2 separate regions of the Drosophila melanogaster genome follow, and region 1 is linked to region 2. Evidence: chromatin contacts called from public Hi-C data. All regions are on one chromosome and are shown on one strand. The core of a region is the stretch at or near the end of the contact, and the rest is flanking DNA. Distances in the headings are between cores, read along the strand shown. Region 1 holds the start of Bre1 (Bre1,). Region 2 holds the start of Sse (Separase).

Region 1 (6,843 bases), core at 2,259-4,758, 130 kb after region 2:
TTCCGCTTCACCTTGCACGAGGGACACGTGAGCGTTTCTTTGTATTCGCGGATCTCCTCAATCATCACCTCGTCGATGGTGGTGCCCGACATTTCCATCTTCTTCATGCGCTCCGCCTTGCGTTTAAACTGCGCCAGCTCCTCCTGCAGCCGCTTGGTCTTGTAGGCCTCCGCCTCCAGCGAACTGGTCTTCTCCGCCACCACTTGCTGCGCCTCCTTCATTTGCGCGTGATACTTTTCCAGATGCAGCTTGAGGTCCGCTGCCGATTGCGCCGATTCAATCGCCTTGCGTTTGTGCATCTCCATTGCTTGCTGCCGCAGCATCAACTCTTTCTCAATCGACGCGACGGTGGCCTGCAGGCTGCGTTCCTTCTCCTCCAGCTTTCGCAGCACAATGTGCATGGCTTCGATTTGCGTGGTCGCCGTTGCCATCTGATCCTCCAGCACCGTCTTTTCCTCTCTCAGAAGTTTGTGCAGCTGGTTGGCCTTGATGCGCTCCGACATTAGCTTAAAGTTCGCATCGTCCTTCTCACGCAGCTGTTGTATGAGCCGGGAGTTCTGCTCCTGCATGTCCTCGAACGCCTGGCCGGTAACCTCCATCTCGTTCAGCAGTGCCTCCTCTTCGTGGGAACCAACAAACGGTCGCGTGTAGTTCGCTGTGCCGGGGGCTCCACTGCCCCAAGAATTATCCGTTGGCTTGTGGTTGGCCATCTGTTTTTGCAGCTCGTACTTCTGCTCCTCCAATTGCTTAATCTTACGTAACGCCTCCTCGTCGGCCAGCTTCTTGCGTTCCTCGCGCTTGCTTTCCTGCAGCTTCTTCAGCTGCTGGCGGAGCTCCTCGATCTCGGAGCGCAGTTTCTTTTCGGTGGCCATCAACTGGACCTTGTCGCGCTGATCCTTCGATACGCCTTTGTACATATCCAGCAGGAGTTTCATTTCTTTCTGGTCGTTCAGTGCTTTTCTGTAAATCAAACAATGTTAAATAGATAATCGTAATTGCTGAACAAACTTACTTTAGTTGCGCCTTCAGATCGCGCACCGTTTCACTTTCCACTGCCTTCACATCCTTGCCCTTGACACCATCCTTGGAATCCTTTTCGTTTTTGACGGGAACAGAATTGGTCGCAGAACTTGTTGAGTTTCCGGGTCCAGGGGAATCCTTCTTCTCAGCTGCCGCCGCGTCTCCAGAACTGAGCTTCTCCTGCTTGATGCCGTCTTTTACGTCCTTACCACTGGCCTCGTCATCAGCTTCATCTTCAGCCGAGATATGGTTCTCCTCCTTGATGGCTACGTTGGTATCGTTGCCGGAATTTGTTTGGTTTGTTTGTCCACTGGCGGAAACGTTGTTGGAGTTCTCCTCCTTCACACCTGTTGAGTTCTCCTGCTTGATTTCTTCGCCAGCCGCACCAGTCGCCGCCTGCAACTTGTTGCCTTCGAGTGTAGCTAGTGCATCGGCCAGCTCCTGACGCAGCTTCAAGTTGTCCGTGGACGTGTCCTTGTACTTTCGCTTGTAGCGCTGCACCTCACCCTTCAGTTGGCCATTGTGGTTTTGTAGAGAGGTGATCAGGTGGCGCATCTCGCGATTGATGGGTGCCGTCTGCTCGTTGGCTGCCATGTTCTGCTCGAACTCAATGCGTAGCGTTTCGTACTCCTTTCGGATGAGGGCTAAAACGTCCTCCATCTGGATCATCTCGCTGCGCACCTTCTTCTGGGCAATAAGTTCCTCGCTCTCCATCACTTCGATTTGTCGCAGATGCTGGTTCTTGCTCGTTTGAAGCTGGTTTCGGGTCTCGTCCAGCATGGTCTTTATCTGCATGGACTCGTTGTAGAGCACGGAAAACTGGCTCTGCAGGCACTTGTACTCCGTGGTTTCCACAATTACCGATTCCGGCAACTGTCGTATCTGGAATGGATTTTAAGGATGAATCAGTATAATACAAAGAAAATATAAACGAAATGACTAACTATAATTAGCAATGCTCCAGATAAGCTAATACATTATTCATTCAAAACTTACATCCATTTTAAGCTTCTCCACCTCCTTCAGGGTTTCGCGATGCGTGGCGTGAAGCTTATCCAGCTCCTGCAGTCGGTTGTTGGCCAGTTCGCGGTACTCCTCCAGCTCCTTTTGCAGCTCCTCCAATAGCTGGCTATTAACGCTGGTGGTGGCGCCGCCGCTGCCTGTGGTAGTTGGTGTCTTGGCACTATTAGTGCTCTTATTGGGATCACCGTAAATCTGGTGGTAGGCCTTCAGCTTTTCAATAGCCTCGGCCAAGTGGTTCTCCAGCTTATCATTCCGGCAATGGATCTTCTCTAGGTCATATTGCAGTTCGTCTATCTGGTTCTTCAGTTCGGCGTTCTCCGTCTCCTTGGCGGTATGAGCGTCCTGGTACTCCTTCATCTTCAGCGACATGGTGTGGAACTTCTCGTGCAGCGAGGTATTCAGATTCTGCAGCTTGTGATTTTCGCTCATGATCTCGATGTGCGTTTGCTTCAGGGTTTCCTCTAGCGCATGGACACCGGCCGATGACGTTGTGGTCTCCGCATCGCCGCTGGCCTGCTGCTGCTCCTCCTCGCCGCCAGCTCCCGCTCCTGAACCGGAGCCAGCTGAAGCCAGACTATCACCTTTCAAGACATGAGTTATCTTTTCATTGCGTTGCATTAACCTATCAATAACCTGTACGATCTTGGCGACCGCCCTTTTGGACACTTGGACGCGGTTGGCCAGCTTCTCGTCCAGCTCCTCCTTGTCCCAGGTGGACAGTTGGGCGAGAAACGAGGTGGTCACCTCGTTCTCATTCCGGTTCTCCAGTTCGTCGGCCGTCTCGGCATCGAAGCGCTGCAGCAGGACTCGTATGTCCTCGTTCAGCTGATTCCAATACCGATTGACCACGTTTAGAACGGCGTCGTCCTGCGTTTGCCGCTTTTCCAGCTGCTCGATTCGATGTCGCAGCTCCGCCTCCGTTCGCATCCGCTGTTCGATGCGCTGTGCTAGCTTCTTGTTCTGGAATTCCAGCACCTTGATGTCCATCTCCTCCAGCGTGGACACCGGCCCAATCAGATGGGGCTCGAAGTGCACCTTCTTGATGGGCGGCTGGCCGGCGGCTGCGGCGGCCACCAAGCAGCTGCTGCCGGTGGCGTCGTCGGCGCTCCGTTTCGACATCCTTGCACTGCGGAAAACAAGATTAGGACTGATTTCAGTTGTAAAAACAATTGGAGTGTTGAAAATTATTGATTTGCCCATTCGTGGCTGTACTCCATTTTTTATCGTGTGCGGCGGAGGCGGTGGCGGTAGAGGCGTAACGCTCCCGCCACTGCCAACATCGCCATGCCTTCGGTGTACTCAAAATCTAGATGGTGGTGGGCCACTTACCTTAATCTCGGGTTTATACACTTTTAACTTAACATTAATTAAGGTTTTCTTTTGCTTTTCTACGTTTTGCCTGGCTTCATCAATATCGAATGCGGGCTGCGGTCACACCTGGGAATTTTCACAGCAGCACGGTAACACTATTTGCAATACTCCCTCGCATTTGCGTTCACGTTATCGATAACTATATGTCTGTGCTTAGCGGTAAATATCGAATAGAGGCAGGTAAAACTAAAAATACTAGATTCAAAGCGGGAAATTTAAATTCACGAAAATTAAGCAAAAGAAATATATGATTAACTATTTCGAATAAAATGAACAATTTAAAAATGCATTAAAAAGCCATAGTTTTGGTAACTGGAAATCGAAAGTGAATTTCAATTTATTAAGTAATTTGGGATCGAACACGAAATGCACATGCATCTAATAATTAGATTTTAATTTGATTATTGGTGGCTGGGCTGTGTGGCGACTACTGGACTGGTGCTGTACTGGATGTAGTGCTGCCCGACTAAAATGTTTGGTACTTCAGGGCCTGTCGCAGGGTCATGCAGTCGACCTCGTCGATCTTGCAGGTGTTCGCCTTGATGTTGATCTCCTCCTCCTGCATCACCTGGACGTGCATCAGGTAGCGCATGGATGCCTTGTTCTCGTTCAGCTTCTGATTGAGCTTGCATACGGATGCCTTCAGCGCCTGCAGTTCGTTGTAAAGCGCATCCTGGACCATGTCGCAGGTCAGCTCCAGGCCAGGACGATGGGCGCGATTGCTGAGCCGCGTCTGGCACAGTGTAATGGCCCGCTGCTTGTCCATCATCTCCTTCTCCAGCTCGGTCATGTTGCGCTGCACCTGATGGATGTGATCCATGGTGTCCTTGTGCTTGTTCTCCAAACACTGTTTCACGTGCTTCGTCTCCGAGATCCTTCGCTCAAAGGCCTCGTTGGTCCTGTCCGTCTGGTTCTGCATATCCTCGCACACCTGCTTCAGCAGCAAATCGATGTAGGCCCGCAGCTGCCCGGCGGACACCAGCGCCTTGGCGTTGGCCTCCAGATTCTCGTACGTCTGCGCCTGCCACTCGGTCAGCGAAAATTGGCTGGGTAAGGAAGAGAAGGGGGTAAAGGCATGGTGGAGTCATGGCAACTATCAGGTCGATTTGAGTGGTTGTAAATAAATCACTTAATTCCAATGCACTAAAATAGACTCAGGACAACTCTATCCCATATCACCAAGGAAACTGCGGTTTCATTGTTAGGTTTGACCTTCCTCAATTCCATTCCTAACTGAAAAGGGGAACAACTACTTGACTTTGTAATGGAATTTGTGGATAAGACTCTAGTAAAATGTTTATCCTTTTAAACTCCTTGTACTGATGAACACCGAAATGACTTACGCATAAAAGTGAAAGAAAAAAGATTAATAATCAATCCACTTCATCATTCCTTAAAAAGGAAACCCCAACATGTGTGATTGACATGCAACCTAGTTTTCAAAAACCTACCAATGCTGTTTGGACAAATCCTGTCCCTTAGCCAGGTCGTGCTGGAACTCCTTGAGCTTCAGGTTCTTCTCGTCGATGGCCAGTGACTTATCCTTGGCGGCCAGATCCTGATCGAGCAAATAGATGGCGGCGCGCAGCTTGCGGATCTGCTCCTCGGCTTCCTTGAGGGCGGCATCGGCCAATCCCTGACAGCCCTTGATCACCTTGAGCTCACGGCGCAGCGAGCGATCCACCTCGTCGTCGCACAAATCCACACCGATCCGACCTTCGCGTAGGATCAGGCACTGCTTGCAAATGGCCAGCGACTTGTCCTTCAGGAACTCGATGCAGTTCAGCACGCGATTGCGATAGGTGTTCAAGGCCTCATCCTCCAGGGCGGCGGTCTTCTTCTGGCGATTCAACTCGTCCACCAGGAATCGGATTTCGCTCGTCCGTTCGCGCATATGGTGCTCCACCTCCCGTTGCCAGTTCTTTGTGGTGTCCTTCGTTTCGTCCACCACGCGACGCGACTCCCTGCATAGAATAGGGTCACCAACTTGAATCCGCTCCCAATGAATCCGCCACCCGCCCGATATACTCACTCCACGATCCGCTCCGCCAGCTTCTCCTGGTCGCAGGTGATTCGAAACTTGATCTTGTTGTTATAGTCCCAGTCCTCCTCGGAATATCTGGGCGGGCACTTGGCCACCGGACCCAGGTGCTTCCCGGCCAGCTGCAGGCCGCTGATGCGGCGCGACTTCAGGTTGGGCAACATGTTTCTCGCTGGGATTGGGTGCGATTAAGATTGCATAAGAAGTATGTATATAAGAAATGTATGCAAGGAGCGCTGGGTAAAAAGTGGAACTGTCACTGCAAATCTCTACACTCGATTATACCCACCTGGCACACTTCTCTGGAGACCGGGCAGGAAATCGTATGTACCTGGCTGGCTGGCTGCCTGGCTCGGAATCTCGGCCGGAGTTGGACGGAGGAGCTTCGCTGGCGAACTGAGTGGCCTGCCCTCCGCTCCCGCGGTCATGTTAAATCGATTCATGCTAGGGAATTTACGGTTGCCTAGCGGTATTTATTGTTATGTTGCTGACTAGCCCCAGTCATACCTCCCCCCCCCCCTTCCCTTTAGCATACACTGCACCAAAGTAGGGTGTTTAACCTAATACTATGATGCATCTTAGCATGATAAACATGGGAGTAGTAATATAAATTCATTATTGAGAACGCACATAATGTTCCTCTTTTCCAAATTGTAGAATGATATGCTATTATCCTAAATATTTCCAATTCCTCGGCTCCCTTTCTCTCAGTGTACCAATGCCATACGACCGTGTGCATGTGCTCGTCCAATGCGCTTGTGCCGTGTGTCACCTGACAGTCAATCCAATTGGGCACACAGCGCTCAAATCCGGCGAAGGAGCCGCCGGCTGCTCCTGCACCTTGCGGTCCCGTCTTACGGCACCTCGGTGGGATTCCCCCTTTCGGCCGGCGGCTGCTCCTCCTTGATCGATTTATGCTAACATACTTTCGCTTTTGCGCCTCCGTCATTTGACTTGGCTCGGGGCCCTTCTTCGAACTTTTTACTTTATTGCAAAGTTTTTGCCATTAATTATGCTAATCAATTGCCATTTGCGTGCCCAGGTGGGAAATGGCTAAAAATAAAGAAACGTCGATGATTGGCATTTGAAAGAGCAGCGTAAAAAGGGCACTAGCATAAATAGAAACCACTGAATAAAGAAAAAAAACTAATCAAATAAATAATAGTTACATTTCACTTTCATTTAGAAACTATTAAAATTGTGTAAACTTAAAAGGCATGTGCTAATAAAAGGAAATTTATTAATTAGTTACCGCCTTCATAGGCTCTCAAACTTCCTCGGCACAGTTTGAGAGCCGCTGACGAGCCCCCATTTCGGTTGACGGCGCTTAAAAGCTCCCAAAGCTTCGCATCGAGAAAACACCCCCCCCCCCCCGCCAACCAAACAAA
Region 2 (6,985 bases), core at 57-2,556:
AATTCGTATGCCGACTGGATCTCATTTTCGTTGCTCGACAGCTCATAGCAGATGAGTTTGAGATCTGCGATTTCCAGTCGATTGGCATGCGAGGCCGCTTGGGAAAGTAAAACACGTTGGTGGGTACCCCATTGATTAAGCAGACAGAAATCGTCAACACGAGTATAGGTGGCTTTGATTTGTTTTTGAACAACAGTGCAGTCATATCTTTTGCCAAAGAACAGAAAGGAATATGGAGATATTATGTCCCGAAAGTCGGCAAGTAGTTTCTAGAAGAGGTAAAGTAATGCTAATAAGATACATTGATATTAATGTGTAGTACTTACTTGCTGAAAAGTGTCAAAACCATTCAGCTCCTCCCAATACTTCTGCTTAGCCTCTTTACCTTTCATGTTGAGTGGATCCACGGTTACCACTCGCCTAAATCTTTCCACCAGAGTGCTATACTCTCGAAAGAGATTTGCCGTATTTTCGTTGGAAATTTTCAGGCAAATCGGTCCCAGTTGGGAACTTCTACAGTGTCGGAGCAGAGTGAGATATATTGCTCCATCGCTGGCAATGATCTCATTGAAAACGGAGTAGGTGGTGGCGGGATTAAAGCTCTTGCAGAGCTGGAGGACACACCATTCTTGGGGCAGACTATTGCATTTCTCTGAAATGCGAGTTAGACCCTCTGTAGGATCCTGGACATCATCCAGGAAGTCTAGATACTCTGGTATTTCGTTGATTGGCTTCTTTGGCTGTTTCTCCTGCTCCATTTGCTGGAGGTACTTGATGATGTTCTGCAGAAATTTTTTGCTAAGAATAATGTTGGTAATGTTTGTTTGAGTTTTAAAAGAGTTTAGTTAGTTTATATATCACCTTTTGTAGTCCTTTTTCTCCAGTTTAGTGGCTGATTTGATCAGCTCCTCTGCGGTGGGACGCTGATTTTCCAGTTCCGCCGATTCGGTAAGGTAACGCAGATCGGTGGACTGGAACTGGGCTTTAACCTGGTAGTAAATTGAGTGCTCCACATTGCCATTGCGGTATTCCTCATCGGCGCGCAGTAAATTATATTCTGCAGAAGAAACATGAACATTAACATATTATTGCGAAGATGCAGTGGGAATTTCGAAGTTTCTGGGTCTGCTTATATAGTTACCCTTCGCCTCGGGGCCAACATCTGAACTGGTGAAACCGGCCAGCATCTCAGCCTCGTCACCGGTTTCCAGCATTTCCTATTATTTATTATTTACTTAATTGCTTATTTTCAAACTCGAGTCCGCAAATTGCTTCCTCCTCTTCGGACGATATCGATAGATGCCTTGTAGCCTTTACCAACACTGAGCTATCGATGGGCGATGTGCGATAGGAAACTAGCTCATTTTGTGGTATTTTCTAGTACTTTTTTTGAATTTCGCGGTTATTATTGTGAAAAGCATTGTACTTAATATTAGTCAAATTCGTAAGCTTTAACAAAAATGAAACTTAATTAAAAATATGAATATTAATATTTACTTTTCTGCAAGCAATTCGGGTACGCCATATTACTGTATTAATTACAGATAACTTGTAATTTTTACGATCATAGTTATGTAGTTTTAAAGTAATTAAGAATTTTATAACATCCTATGCCCAATAAACTATAATCGTACGATTTAAGGCATTATAGCTTTTAGTACACCCGTTTTTGTTGTTTTGCTGTCAGCAAAAAGCTTTCCCTCTTGTTGATGTTTGCGGCCGTTCATTCATAAAAACATGAATCGAGATGAAAAGGTGCAAGAGATTGCAGGTTGGCCGGAAAACAGATGTTAGGGTTGCCACGCCACCTAAATAAGGATGAGCAGCGGAAGCTGCGCAGCAACCACACCCTCTCAAAATGGAGCCTTAACATCAATTAAATATTTGTTCAAGTGTTTTAGTGTCTGATTAAAATATATTAGCGCTATTTTCCCATCAAATGCAGTTCATATTCATTTCCGAGGGTCAACCCTTAGCCTTTAAAGCCTTTTAGTTTTTGGCAACCCTAAACCACACCCTCTAGTTGCCCTAAAAACCTTACGCAACAACAAAAGCCAAGTACACACATATGTACATACCGTACATATAGGCGGCCAATTAATGCATATGCGAGCCGAGATACAATATTTTATTTTTTGACTTTTGGTTAACTTTTAAGCTGGCTTTTTTGTTGATTTTTAAATATGTACTTTTTCCAAGACTTTGTGACGTGCGTCTGGAGCTCTGCTGCCGCCTCTGCCGACGTCAGCTGCAAACTGCAGTTTTCTAATGACGTCTTTTGGAGGCAGCAAGAGATAACGGTATTTAACCGATGCGAGTGGGCGGCTCGAGCTTTGATGCCACGCCTATTTCTGAAATACAATTTTCAAGTATTTCTTGCTAATTAAAACGAGTTGTTAACAATATTCAAAATATGCAAAAACATTTGTTAAACCTTTAAAAACTTTGAAGTGCAAGCGGCTAGAGCGAATAATTACCGTTAGAGAAGCTGCAGCTGGTCGCTGTTTTAACTCAACGAAAGCTTCGATAAATATTGAATTGGCGCAGGGGTATAAGGACCTTTGCTCTCTTTGGTTTTGCCTCTGCCGCTACTGCGGCCGCTGCCACTGCCGACAGCGACAGCGACGCGAGCGTCAGCATCCTTTCTACTTATTAATTTTGATGTTGCTTTTCACTTTTACTTTGTCGGGAAACGTGCTGTTCAAGAACTTTTGCCTGGTGGGCCAGTGTTGGAAAAGAGAGGCTTGATCCTTTAATCGGAAATTTTTTAGCTTGATTGTCATGATGGAAAAGAAAAGACACCACCCCCTCACACCACTAAGCCAGCCCTATCACCAAGCCCCCCTTTAAATTCACTGGCCTTTATCCTTTATGTTTTTTGGCTGCATTATTAATGTCGCTAACTCGGCACGTTCGTTGTCCTTTCCGCCTAGCAAATTATAACATTAATATTACATTAACACACACGTACGCCAAATCACACACACATACACATATGCATTGGGGAGACATTAAAACTTTCGCACACAGCAGCACATGTAACGAAAGGCCAAAAACAACAAGAGCTAAGCCACCCCAAAAACAAAAAAAATACCGAGAGTATGTGTGTGTGTGTGTGGCACACATTCCAACAGTTGCAGCGATGTCGCGGTCGACTGCGCAGTCGGCGTCGCAGCATCCCTCTGCATTTGAGCGACTCAAAACGAATTTCGAAGTCGACGTCGACGGTTGTGTTTTGTCGCTTTTTCTTGCTTCCAAAAAATACTAATATAAACAAAATAAAGCTTTTAACTAGCTTCACAAAAAATAGAAAATAACTAAGTATAAAAACCAGCTGAAATAATAAGAAAAATCCTAAGAAAAGCCATTTGAAAAAGCGGAAAGAGCGTAGCATACTTTTCAGCCCCAGTGGATAAAACGCCCACGAGGCAGACGAAAATGAATTAATCAAGTAAAATTCAAGCAACAAACATTCCGCAACAAGAAAAGACATTTAAGTAAATTAAGGTGTGGTGATTTATGCAACTTTTTTGAGGCACACACGCAGCGAAAAGAGAGGGGTGAAGGGGGCGTTGAAGCCACTGCACATACCTCTAAGCTAAGCCAACACACACACACACACACACACACACACTCGCAGGGAGAGAAGCAGGAGCAGAGGCAGAAGAAGAAGCAGAGGCTGAGGGCATACAAAATAAAGGATAACGACGGAAAACCAAGAAAGAAATCGAAATTAAAATATAAGCCTGTGGGAGAAGAAAGAGGAGTGTCGGAGAGGGGGAGGGGCAGCAATTTTCGGCTGTCGCTGTAATTCGACGCTCATCTCCTGCTCTACTTTGCTCTCTTTCTACGCTCTTGCCCGCTTTCTCTTCTCGCCACCGCTTTGCTCTCCCGTTTCGTCAAGTGAAAACATTTCGTTTGGGCTTCGTCAAGTTTTGTAGGTATTTTGGCTACACGAAAATACACAGCGCCTTCATCCTTCTCGGTTTCGTGTCGAAAAACGGAATATCTCGTTATTTCCAGTCGAAAATCGAACTCAGACACACCGAAAATTCCTAAAAATAAAGTGAAAAGTGATCAGTTAATAATTAACGAAATTAGTTTCGAAAACATACGAAAAAAGCAGGCCAAAAACGAACATTTTTTCGGTGGGCCGCGAAAGGCGTTGCCAAATCAAAGGCCACAGGATAAAACAACAGATCCGTAACAAAATTTCAAATTATATCCTAATCGCAGGCACTAAAGCAAGAGGAAAATCCCTAACTACAAAAGATAAAATCAACTAAGCTATACAAAAGTTAATCATACGCACCGTTAATAAGCACCAAGTGAAAAACTGACTACAGGAAAACGCAGAGCAAAAATAAAGGACAAACAAAGGAGTAAAACTCTCTAGAGAAGCAGAAGAAAACAGCAGTATCAGCAAAGAACATTCTGCTGCATAAATAATACACTCGACATACGTATACGCCATATAGGCCAGGACATACCAGCAGGATATATCACACACACACACGCACGCACTCACACATACGGACGGGCAGGACGTGCTCCTGTTCTATTATTTAACTGCTTTCAACGTCAGCACCACGTTCAACCCGACGAAAGTCGATTGAAAGCCGCCTTCAACGGCCACAGCATCCCTCTCTCTCTCTCTCTCTCAGCAAACACAAAAAACAAAAAGGAAAACGAGAGAGCGAGTCCTTTGCTTGCGCCAGTGTGTGTGTGCGCGCGTGTGTTCGCGACAGCAGGAGCGACGTCAACGTCAATCCGCTCAATATTTATACATTGAACCGAGTCTCCAGGCCCACGAGTTTTGCGGCCCTCACAACGCAGACGCTCCTGGTCCTCCGCTGGGGCCCAAAATAAATAACATCTGACAGCTGCCCAGAGTCCTGAATTCGGAGTCCTGAAAGAGCACTCAGCGGTTAGGGGCTAACAAAAGAAGCATAGCCAAAGCGTGTGGCGATACAATTTCCCTGGGAAAACATCAACCAAACTGAACGCGATCCTAAAACGAAAACAAAACAATGGGCGCCAAGGAAAGTGTCGAGGCAGCCGCCAAAATGAACGCCGATGGTTGGGGCCATGTGGAGGTGTGTATTATTTATAAAAAGCAAAGCAAACAAACTAATATCACAGCCATAAATTCCCAAAGCACAAAACTCACAAGCAGTAGTAGTAGGGTTTTTTATGAGTAAAAGGTTTTATCTAAGTTGTCGTAGTATCTCAAACATATGGCTCTATATGGTTGAGGGGTTCTATACTTAAAAAATATGGATAATTTCTATTCTGTATCTTTTGTTGACTATCAACTTAATCTATCTATGAAGTTTGGTTTGATTTAAATTACCCAAACAAAGATCAAGAAAGATGTATATATTTTATCAAGAGTCTCTAGAGATCATCAACCCGAAACTACCAAAAGAAAAGCCCCTAAGATTGTCAACAACTTGGTGATCCCTTTCGATATGTCGATCATCGCCCCAAAGTGTGTCAGACCGACGATCCCGATTGCAACTTTAATGAGGGTGCCGAGTGGTGAGAGTAGATTGATTTAAAAATAAATTAGACAACAACACGTGCAGCAAGCACGCGAACTGCTCTCAGTCCGAGCAGACAGTTCCATTTTCCCATTTTCCTCTTTTCATTTTCATTTTCATTCCCATAACCACTCTGGATTCCCATTCATGTTCCCATGCCCATTGTCGTATGCTGGTCCATTTGATGATCGCATGTGCACATGTTGCTCGATCATATCTCTTCAAAGATCTGATCTCTCGAGCGGCCGGAGAGCTTGGAAGCAAACTTACATATATATGTGGGCGGTATGGGGCGCTCTCGAGACGCCAAGAGATTGGGAAAAAGAGTCTAAAAATCAGCAGAGATGAAAATTCGTTTGCATTTCGATTTTCAGTCAGTTGAGTTTGCGGCGTGCATTTGTGATGTTGTTTTGGCTTTTTCAAGATCTCGTCAGCCCCGATCCGTAAACCGCAATTCGAATCGCTTGGAAGCCGGCAACTGAATGGCCAAAACCGATTCATAAGAAACAACAAACAGGTGTCCGTGTGTGTCGCCCTCTGGGTCAACTGATGTAAACAAAAGTAGCTATATATAAAATCACCTAAATATATACATATATCGCTATCATGGTGATCGAAATGTGCTTCTGTGCCAGTGAACAGTGAATAACATGTCTGGCCGACATATGGGCCAGTCTGGGAATATTTATAAAAATTTAATCTACATAAAAATAAATTCTGCTCCAACTCACCTCGGATTTTGCATCCGCTGGGGAGTGCAATTTATCTGCGGCAGAGGTGGTCAGGAAAATCAAACGTGAAAACTTCAAAGCACATTTTCCGCTTTTCATCGTTCGGCTTGAGTTATGCATCGCTTTTGTTTTTGACACCTACACAACTTTTGTGGCAACGAAGGGGGAAATATTGCTGCACCAGCGTTCGCACCTCTTTGGCTGTCTTGATGATAATAAACTGTGGCGTGGGTTGCTTCAACGGTTTAATCTCACAGATACGCGCACCCAAAGACCTGAAACTTGCTGTGCGGCCCGCGTTGCAGATATGTTGAGTCTTTCTCAAGTTTATTGCAGCTTAAAGATGGTATTTGCCACACTTTTTTAACGTCCCACGAGGTTTATATCGATCGCCTAGGGGTAATATGCAATTCAAGAAAATCTAGAGCATTAAATTGTTGTTGAGATACTTTCTTTGTTTAGCTATATGGTTCGTAGAGTATATAGATTGCATTAATAGTGTACGTATTGAATGACCCTATGAGCACTGTTTAAATGGAGAAATTAATATATAATGTATCTGAAGATAGTTACCTAAAAACGAATAACCTCTTTCCATCTTTTGCAGCGATCGAGTCGCTACCACAACCATCGGCACAACCAGCGGTCACAGTCGCTGAATCGCGGACAGGCGCTCTCGCAGGCGGACGTGAGCGGCATGTGGTGACATCG

What was found. Hi-C and Micro-C count contacts between places; a contact is called where the count stands out from the background.
Region 1: a contact with region 2 is called in a Hi-C map of the Kc167 cell line, with 5 times the contacts expected there. A contact is called at or near these places in 6 of 107 Hi-C or Micro-C datasets (the Kc167 cell line, the S2 cell line, embryo and 2 more).

The regions. Positions count from the first base shown.
Region 1 is chr3L:5,790,684-5,797,526 of dm6, forward strand. Bre1 (Bre1,) reads right to left here and starts at 3,509. Exons shown (of 4, transcript NM_001300021.1): 1 at 3,373-3,509; 2 at 2,017-3,169; 3 at 1,013-1,902; 4 at 1-960. The coding sequence starts at 3,162. Tektin-C (Tektin C) reads right to left here and starts at 5,860. Exons shown (of 4, transcript NM_001274520.1): 1 at 5,745-5,860; 2 at 5,447-5,691; 3 at 4,866-5,378; 4 at 3,722-4,460. The coding sequence starts at 5,619. The coding sequence ends at 3,881.
Region 2 is chr3L:5,660,941-5,667,925 of dm6, forward strand. It overlaps Sse (Separase), which reads right to left and starts at 1,307. Exons shown (of 7, transcript NM_079211.3): 1 at 1,142-1,307; 2 at 862-1,057; 3 at 327-798; 4 at 1-269. The coding sequence starts at 1,214. It overlaps sif (still life), which reads left to right. Exons shown (of 35, transcript NM_001104049.4): 3 at 6,882-6,985. CG46320 reads left to right here and starts at 3,181. Exons shown (of 36, transcript NM_001347802.1): 1 at 3,181-3,451; 2 at 4,237-5,096; 3 at 6,882-6,985. The coding sequence starts at 5,031. The coding sequence ends at 6,980.